Regions from separate parts of the Anser cygnoides genome. Here region 2 is linked to region 1. The links are chromatin contacts, called in public Hi-C maps. All regions are on one chromosome and are shown on one strand. Each heading gives the region's core, a stretch centred on a gene start, on an enhancer-like site or on the middle of the called end of the contact. The rest is flanking DNA. Distances are from core to core; before and after follow the strand shown. Region 1 holds the start of LOC106045365 (fructose-1,6-bisphosphatase 1). Region 2 holds the start of TUT7 (terminal uridylyl transferase 7).

Region 1 (3,984 bases), core at 1,367-3,866:
ATCCAGCTTCTTTACTTGATCTCCTGTCACATTGGTAGAACCAGCAATTCCATAGCTAAAGTAAAGGAAGGAGAGAGCATTTAGTCAGAGCAGGGCGCTATGCCTTCCTAAGCATCCCATTTCTGGCAAGGTAAAACAAGCCTGGATGATATCTCATTTTTTTAAAACTGTGTTTTATTTATTGTCCATTGGATTCTTGCTGAGACCTGCTAACATTATGTCTGTTGTGGCAAATCTAGAAGACATCAAATGTGAGGAACACAAAAAAGGGGATCATTTTTATACAGTCCCTGAACTGTATATAGGCAGACATAGCCAGAGCAGGCTGTGAAGGCTGAGTTACAATAATTATGTTACTTTATATTAACTATAAAACCTAAATATTGTCCCTCAATCCTAGCCTCCAAAATCACAGCAGTTTACCACAAAAACTAAGATTTGCTAGAAAATTTATACTTAAAAAGTAACAATGGACCTGACTACACTAGTTACACTATAACTTTTCTCTGTAACTTGCTTTTGGTGAGCCATATCACATACAGATTCCAGAACAAATATTGCGCTCACACATAAATCAACATTTTCACGATTCAGTGTTTTCAGTTTTGATTTTACGTAGTAAGCATTTCTTTGGGAATAAAACTGAGAAACACAAACACGAAACACAAATACAGTCCTGCCAGCTAATCAGAATCTAGCCATCTGGCATCAGGAAGTACTGGGAGACTTCGCGATAGGCACTTTTGAAAGCATACAAAACAGAGAACGGGAAGTGTAGCTCTAAGAAGAGCAAAACGAGACCCGGCCCCGCACACATTCAGACGACTCTTATGTACTTCAGCTGTAGTGCACCGGTTACTCTGAATACTGATATTTCTGGTCGTCTGCAATAATGCTGCACTTAGGAATACAACAATGTACTGCATTTCTTCGATTTGATGCAAGAGACAAAGAAAAAGACACAGAATAATTCTCTCTCTGTCTGTCTCCATCTCTGCCACAGCAGCTCAAATGCTTTCCTGCACCTGGGGGGATCATAAGGCAAGGGTATGGGCACAGTTATCGAACATGTGTGCAGCTCAGCAAAGCAGCAGGAACAGGACCTTTGAGTGTGACAAATCAGGTCACTGATGGGAAAACCTGGTCTCTTCTGATAGACATAAGAGGCATGGGAAAGGGCTAGCACACAGCAATTAAAAAACTATCCCAACCGTTTAAAATCTGAAGTTAAAACAGAGAAAAATAGTTCAAATATACAAAAAGCAGGACTTTTTTACTGTCTCCTGCAGTTGCTTCTATTTTATTAACTTCAAGTTTTTCAGCTCTGATGCTAATAACACATTTTACAATAAAAATTGCTTTGTATTGCTAGGGGCCTTTTGCTTCATATATTTTCCACTACATGGTACGTAGATGCAAATTCATTTTCTCTCTACCACATTTTTCATTAGGTAATGAGGCAGCTCACGTCTAAACCCCTGATCAGCATACAGTTTGGCATACCAATGATATGTAAAATACCTAGGGGAAGTAGTTATTAACAAATAGTTTTGTTTTTAACATTTTGAGAGCTCTAATTTCCTCCTGATTCTCCTCCAGTCCATGCCCCTGGATGTCAGCGCTGACTGGCTGACTGCAGACACTGCTGTTCCTGATGGAGGCTCTTGCTAAAAACTGACATTGCTATGGTGCAACAAAGAGAAAAAGAAAAAAAAAAAAAACTACAACACTGAATTTGATTAAACACCTCATAGCACAAAGTGGTGCTTTGATTTTGAGCAGTTGAGTACTGAGAACAGTAACCCAGCCATATTTTGGCAGGCTTCATCTTTCAGCCTGCTCCTTTGTCTGCTGGCTCAAAGCATCCAGCCTGACGGGGGTCTGCATGCAAGCCCATCACCTGCCAAAGGCTGCGTGCCCTGTGGGTGAAGGAGCAGCACAACACAACACGCTCCTCTGGGGAGAAGCCCAAGCCCACGGCGCTACAGCAACAGCTCTGGGGAGGAGAGGAGAGGAGGGACGAGTGGCAGGACAAGGGGCATCTCAAACTATTTCCAAGGACCTCCTGGGCTGCTGCTGATGGGCACAGGGATGGGGATGGGGATGGGGATGGGGATGGGAATGGGGATGGGAATGGGGATGAACATGGGGATAAGGATGGGGATGGGGATGGGGACAGGATGGGGATAGGGATGTGGACAGGGATGGACATGAACATCAGGATGGGGATGGGGACGGGGATGGATATGGACATGGCGATGGGGATGGGATAGGAATGTGGATGGGGATGGACATGGGGAGGGGCAGGGGGATGAGGATACACACAGGGACAGGGATGGACATGGGGATGGGGATGGACATGGGGACGGGGACGGCGCACTCACAGGTTGGCGATGCCCGCCTTGCGCACGGCGGTGGAGATGGCCTTGATGGCGGTGCAGAGGGAGTTGAGGAGCTGCGTGAACTCCCCGGTGCCCTTCGCCCGCCTGCCCTCCTCCATCACGAAGCGGGTCATGGTGATGACATTGGTGTCGAAGGCCGAGCGGTCCGTCATCCTGCCAGCACCGCAGCACTGCCGCCGCTCCCCCCGCCGCCCGCAGCACCAGCACCGGCCGGGGGGCGGGGGGGGGGGCGGGGAGGGGGGGTGGAGCCTTCACATGCCCCCGCCCATCTCCGCCCCAGCCCCCGCCCCCACCCCCTTGTATAGCCACAACTCTCTCAGGCACGCGATCTGCTTTTTTTGGGGGGTAGTTGGAATGCACCCAGTTGGATAAGCACAGCCTTAAATGATAAAGCCGAAGCCACGGGCTGAAATAATTCCAGGCGGCTGACAAACGCAGTGCAACAGTTGGATAAACACAGCCTGAAATGATAAAGATGTGCACCTCTCAATATACACGTGTGCTGTCTTCCAAAGCACGTTCCGTATCTGTGCCTCGCCAACATCAAAGGTGTGCATAAATGCCTTCTCCTGTAGGTGTGCACAGCTTTGGCCCAATTAACCCATGCCTGGCGTTACAGACACTCCAGACAGCCTTAGGTGTTAGTAGCTGAAATGCTCTTCTAAAAGGGATGGTTCAGTACTTCACATTTCACGTGGATTTTGTAAAATTGATAAAGCATTGATATTAGCTTTTTCTTTAAGGGTTTAATGCTTTACAACTACATTACACAGCTACATCTGTCCAAATAGTTGAGACCAATTAATAGTGAGCATCCCATAAAATTTGAGATGAGTGGACTTAACCTAGTTAGAAATAAGTAGGCTAAAACAACGTGGAAATATATGACTTCAGGAAACAAAACTCAGAACTGCTGATTTATTGCAGTTTACCTTAATTGTGAAGACCCTAATAAATACATCAATAATCTGTAGGAAGAGTTATACATTTGTGTATAAAAAAAGTCAAGATCATATCAAAACACTTGCAATCCAAAGTTTAGTATGCATGACTGAGGACTAAGCTCTTTCATCTCACTTGCAGGGCTATGCACTGTCCTCAAGTCCTGAACAGAAACGCGTGCTTTTTTGGTGATGTAGAGGTGACTGGGGAAAGTGTTTTGCTCCTCTGTTCCTACCATCAGGTTCAGGTAGAAACAAACAATCCGTGAATTGAAAGAGCAGTCGTTTGAAAGGGTGCTGGTTTCACACTGGTCTATCCAGATGTGCGTTTTCCACTGTGGGCAGGTAGCTTAATTATTTTTAGCAGTTATATCATGTTCATAATCTTCTGAACTGAAGGCAACTTTGTTTACAGTAGATTAACCCATTTTCATACCCATGGCCTTAAAATACGCCCAGACATTGGCAATTCTGGGGATTCTACTATCATGTTGAAAGCTGACTTCACATTAAATAATTGAGATCAAAATTGTCAAGGGTAGACAAATGAAGAGAACATAAAGCTTAATGCTATAAACTGCTTTTCACACAAATTTTCAGGCAGAATCTGCAACCCACAGAGAGTTCCCTGCTGTGAGAAT
Region 2 (4,166 bases), core at 1,144-3,643, 590 kb before region 1:
ATTACCAGCGTTTCCTTTCTGCATCTCTGGAACGTCTTCATTTGTTAGGTCTTTCTGAAGTTGTCGTCTTACGTTTCTGTTTCCTGCACCTTCAACCTCATGAAGAGAGTCCTTTCTTGTCCTGCTATGCATGGGGATCCATGCTACAGATCTGTACTCTCTCCAACTGTCAGAAGTACCACGGTGGTCATCAGATATCCACTTCTTTATCTGGTCTTTTTGGATATCACTGAACTTCAATCCTTGACTGTGAGTTGTGTTTTTAAGTGAATGGGGGCTACTCAAAACATTACGTGGCCCTCGCCTAGGACTATTTCCATAATGACCTGGCGTTCCCCTCTTCTTTTGCATGCTGACATCCATGTTATTGCTATGGCCATTCCCATATTCATCCATGGCTTGGCAGTCTTTCTGTAATGGACTTCCTTTTAATTCTTCTTCATACATTTCTGGTTCTTTTTGTTTGGCAAAAGGGGGTTTTGCAGCATCTCCCATGGTTATTGCTATTCAATTTAGTGATTCACACCTAGAAATTAAAAAGTTAAAAATAGTATTTTAAAAATAATCAACCAATAAACGTAAGTGCACTGGTTATTATTTGGTATTAACAATCAAAGCCATGGTTCTGTAATACCATAAACGCAAGCAAGTCTTGGTGGAAAGCAAAATTTGTTCCAATCAAAAGAGTTCAAAATCACATAGGTTTCTGCTCTTAACATGTTTAAAACCAGTGGGTGGTTGTCTCTCACCGCAGGGACAGCCCGTGACTTTTTTGCATAGGAAGCTCTAGATGCCTTTTGGACAGATAAACACTTTTCAGAGTCCACACCAGACTCATCTCAGTACAGCAACACTTTGAAAGAACCACTGAAAAGGCTTTGCCATGTATAGAATATATGTAGAAGGCAACAAAGAGGATGCCCCAATGGCCAGTTTACACCAACAAATATTCCCCTTCCCCTGTTGTCGATACTATTCGCCTTGTTAAGGATGAAAATTGTGATCAGAGGTGTTGCTTAACTCCTGCTACCTGCCTGCGAGGCAAAGATCACATGATGATTAAGAGCCAATCCTGCACTGCCCAATGCACTTTGCACTTTTTAGCTAGCTGGCCATTCAGAGATTTCACGTTACTGGGTACTAAGTATACTTATTTCATAGTAATGTGGTATTATCTAAAAAAATAACCTGCGTTACCAGTTAGCTCTCCAGACTTGGTCATGTCTGCATTCTTACTGTAAAATACTTACAGAGAGCTGCAACTCAAGCAATAGTTTAAATAGTTTTAGTTTTTAAATAGTCAATAGTTTAAACCTGCATGGGCTGTGAAAGTGGGCACTACCTGGAAGAGATCAGTCAAACACACGAAGCAGTGCTTACAACTACACTGAATATTCGGTTGTTTAACTACTGCCACATAGAACCAAACAAGAAAAAATTTCGAAAAAAGATATATGAGGTTAAGGTGCAGAGAAAGCTAGGGAAGCACTTAAGTAGGAAACATACTTCTGTTGTCTTTAATATGGAAGTATAGTGCTTGATGTTCTTGACTTTTTTTCTTTTTTTTTTAAATTCTGCAGGCCCCAAAGGCGCCCTCAGGCACATCAGTGTCTGCTTTCTACAGGCTTGAAGCTTTTAGAGTTTATATGGCTTGTACGCAGAAGAACTTTGCTCTCACATGTGTTGACAAAATAAGCTGTACACCTGTCCTAAGGGGGCTGAACTCACAGTCTGCTGTGCGTTATCAGGGAGATGCAGCCATTCTAGCCAGGAGCAAAAACGAAAAAGAAAAAAAAAAACAAACCACAAAGTCCAGCTCGCACAAAGCGAACTTGCTACCTGTTTCACGAAAGACACGTCCGCCGAACCTGTGCTCCGGTGACCTACGAACGGCTCACCCCGGAGTCATCCCGGGGTGCAAACCCACGCCCAGGCAGCAGGCCGGCGACGAGGCACGCCCGGCGCCGCCAGGAGCCGCGTCCCCGAGGGGGGCAGCGGGGAGGAAGGCGGCCGGGCCGGTTACCGGCGGGGGGTCACCACCACCGCCACCACCGCCACCACCACCTCCACCTCCTCCTCCTCCTCCTCCCTCCGCCCCCGGCACCGGCGCGGGGCGCAGCCGGCCCGACCCGGAGCGGCTCAACGGCCGCAACCCGGCAGCCCGCGGCGGAGGGGCCCCGTCCCGTCCCGTCCCGTTCCGTCCCCGGTCAGCGCCCACGGAGAGAAGCGAAGCGCACTCACCCGCCGCCGGCCAGCCCGACCCCTACGGCCGGCCCGCCATTACGTCGCGGCGGAAGAGCCGCCGGTCCCTCACCGCCGCCGTCCGCGCGGCCCTTCCGGCAGCACGGCCCCGCCTCCCGCCCAGCACGGGCACGGGGCCGGTGGCGGTGCCGGTCCCGCCGCCGGGGAGCGCTGCTCGCGGCCGTGCCGTGCCGTGTCGGGGCGGGGCGGGCTGTCCGCCATTACGGGGCCCGGCCGCTTGTCGCCGCCCTGAGCGGGGGGGGGTCGCGGTGCGGTGGTGGCTGAGCCGGGCTTGGTGTTGGTGAGGGGAGCAGGAATGGCATCGCCCGGCTCGTGTGAGCGCCCTGCTTACACGGTGGTTGTTCCTCCTTGGTTTATAGGTGTACAAGCTGGTGCCCGTGGAAGCTGGGCTGCATCGATTTTGAACGACACGCTTACTAAACGCGCGAGAGCTTCATTTGTAGGTTAAATTTAAATGTAACCCGCACAGCTCTCCAAAACATCTAGCAATGCAAACACTCCAGCACGCTCCTCTGCGGCTGTGACTAGAGCAGCTTGCTACCAGCTGCAGCACGGGGATCGCGGCTTTCAAATGTAGGTCACCAAACAGGCTCCAGATTGCAAACACACGGTGTCACAGCCCGCCTTGCCAGCTGGGAGCCCTGCTAATCTCAGAAGATTGTTTTTGCTGTGCCTTGGTCCTGGTAATAGAAGAGTAAATGCGTTGGCATGAACAATCACGGTGGCTATTGAAGAACAGCCACTGTGTACAGTGCTGTTCACACGTGTAGCGGGGGCATTTCCACACCACTGGGAACCAAATCCAATCCCATATAATCTGTATGCCTCATCAGACTAGCCACCCCGGCAAAAATATCTGACATGCAAAACAAATTACTCATGAAAAATAAAAACAAATTACAGGAAGTGGGGAAAAAAGCTGGTATGGTGCGGCTTTCCTACTGGTATCTAAATGGTTTACCTTAAAAAGGAGAAGAGAAATGGCAAGCAGTCCTTCTGCTTACACCTGGGATAGGTGGGGAAGAGGCCGTATACCTGCTTTCCTGTGGAAGAAAAACTGGCACTTGCTTTATATCACCGTCTCGCTGAATAAAGTGACTTGTTTGTTTTGTGCATATTGCTTGTGCTTGCTCAGACTCTTCATCTTACTGCTTCCTGCTGTTTCTGCATGCCCCCTTTATTCTCTAATAACTTAAGAGGATCTCTTCCTACTGCTGTTTTGCATCCATATTAAAGGAACAGAGATGCTCTTATCCCACCCTAGTAGTCCTCGTAATAATTCACCTTCCCGTTCCAATCCAGTTTTCCCTTGCAAAATATGTCCATACGTACACATTTTAAAGTAGTTTAATAGTAGAGTACTATCAAAATTAAGGATGGTAGCGTCCAAAAATATGACATTATAGCCTTATAGCTGTACAGCTCAGTGCTTTGCAACCCATTTCTGGTGCCAGCTACAGAACTTGGAAGTTATTTTTGTCTTCTACTATGGCCCCTTCAAAATAAGAAAATTCTTCCGGTGAGATACTCTCTGGAGAGGACCTAGCATACTAGCATAGCTTAAATAACAAAACCATTGCTGTAAGCAAATGTGGCAGGTATGCCAAACACAGAAACATTTCTAAGCCTTGCCCTGCCTCCTTCCATAAAATTGTTTGTGTCTGCAATCTCAGCATATTTAATGTCATATTGACTACGGTGGATCAAACAGTGCTTGGTCATGTGGGAGCTTGTCACTAGCGCACCCATGCAGGATTGCCTCAAATTCCTGTTTTGTTTTTTTTTTTTTATGAAACTCAGATTCCTGAAGTTCTTATAAAATTCACAAATTCTGTTTTAGATTTCCATTAGACAGATAATTGCATGTTCAAATCCTACCATTTTCTATGATTGCCAGACAAATA

What was found. Hi-C and Micro-C count contacts between places; a contact is called where the count stands out from the background.
Region 2: a Hi-C map of liver shows a contact between it and region 1, with 2.4 times the contacts expected there. The contact joins the promoter of TUT7 here to the promoter of LOC106045365 in region 1.

What each region holds. Positions count from the first base shown.
Region 1 is chrZ:41,638,835-41,642,818 of Taihu_goose_T2T_genome, reverse strand. It overlaps LOC106045365 (fructose-1,6-bisphosphatase 1), which reads right to left and starts at 2,616. Exons shown (of 7, transcript XM_013195791.3): 1 at 2,385-2,616; 2 at 1-55. The coding sequence starts at 2,554.
Region 2 is chrZ:42,229,253-42,233,418 of Taihu_goose_T2T_genome, reverse strand. It overlaps TUT7 (terminal uridylyl transferase 7), which reads right to left and starts at 2,393. Exons shown (of 29, transcript XM_048080525.2): 1 at 2,242-2,393; 2 at 6-526. The coding sequence starts at 495.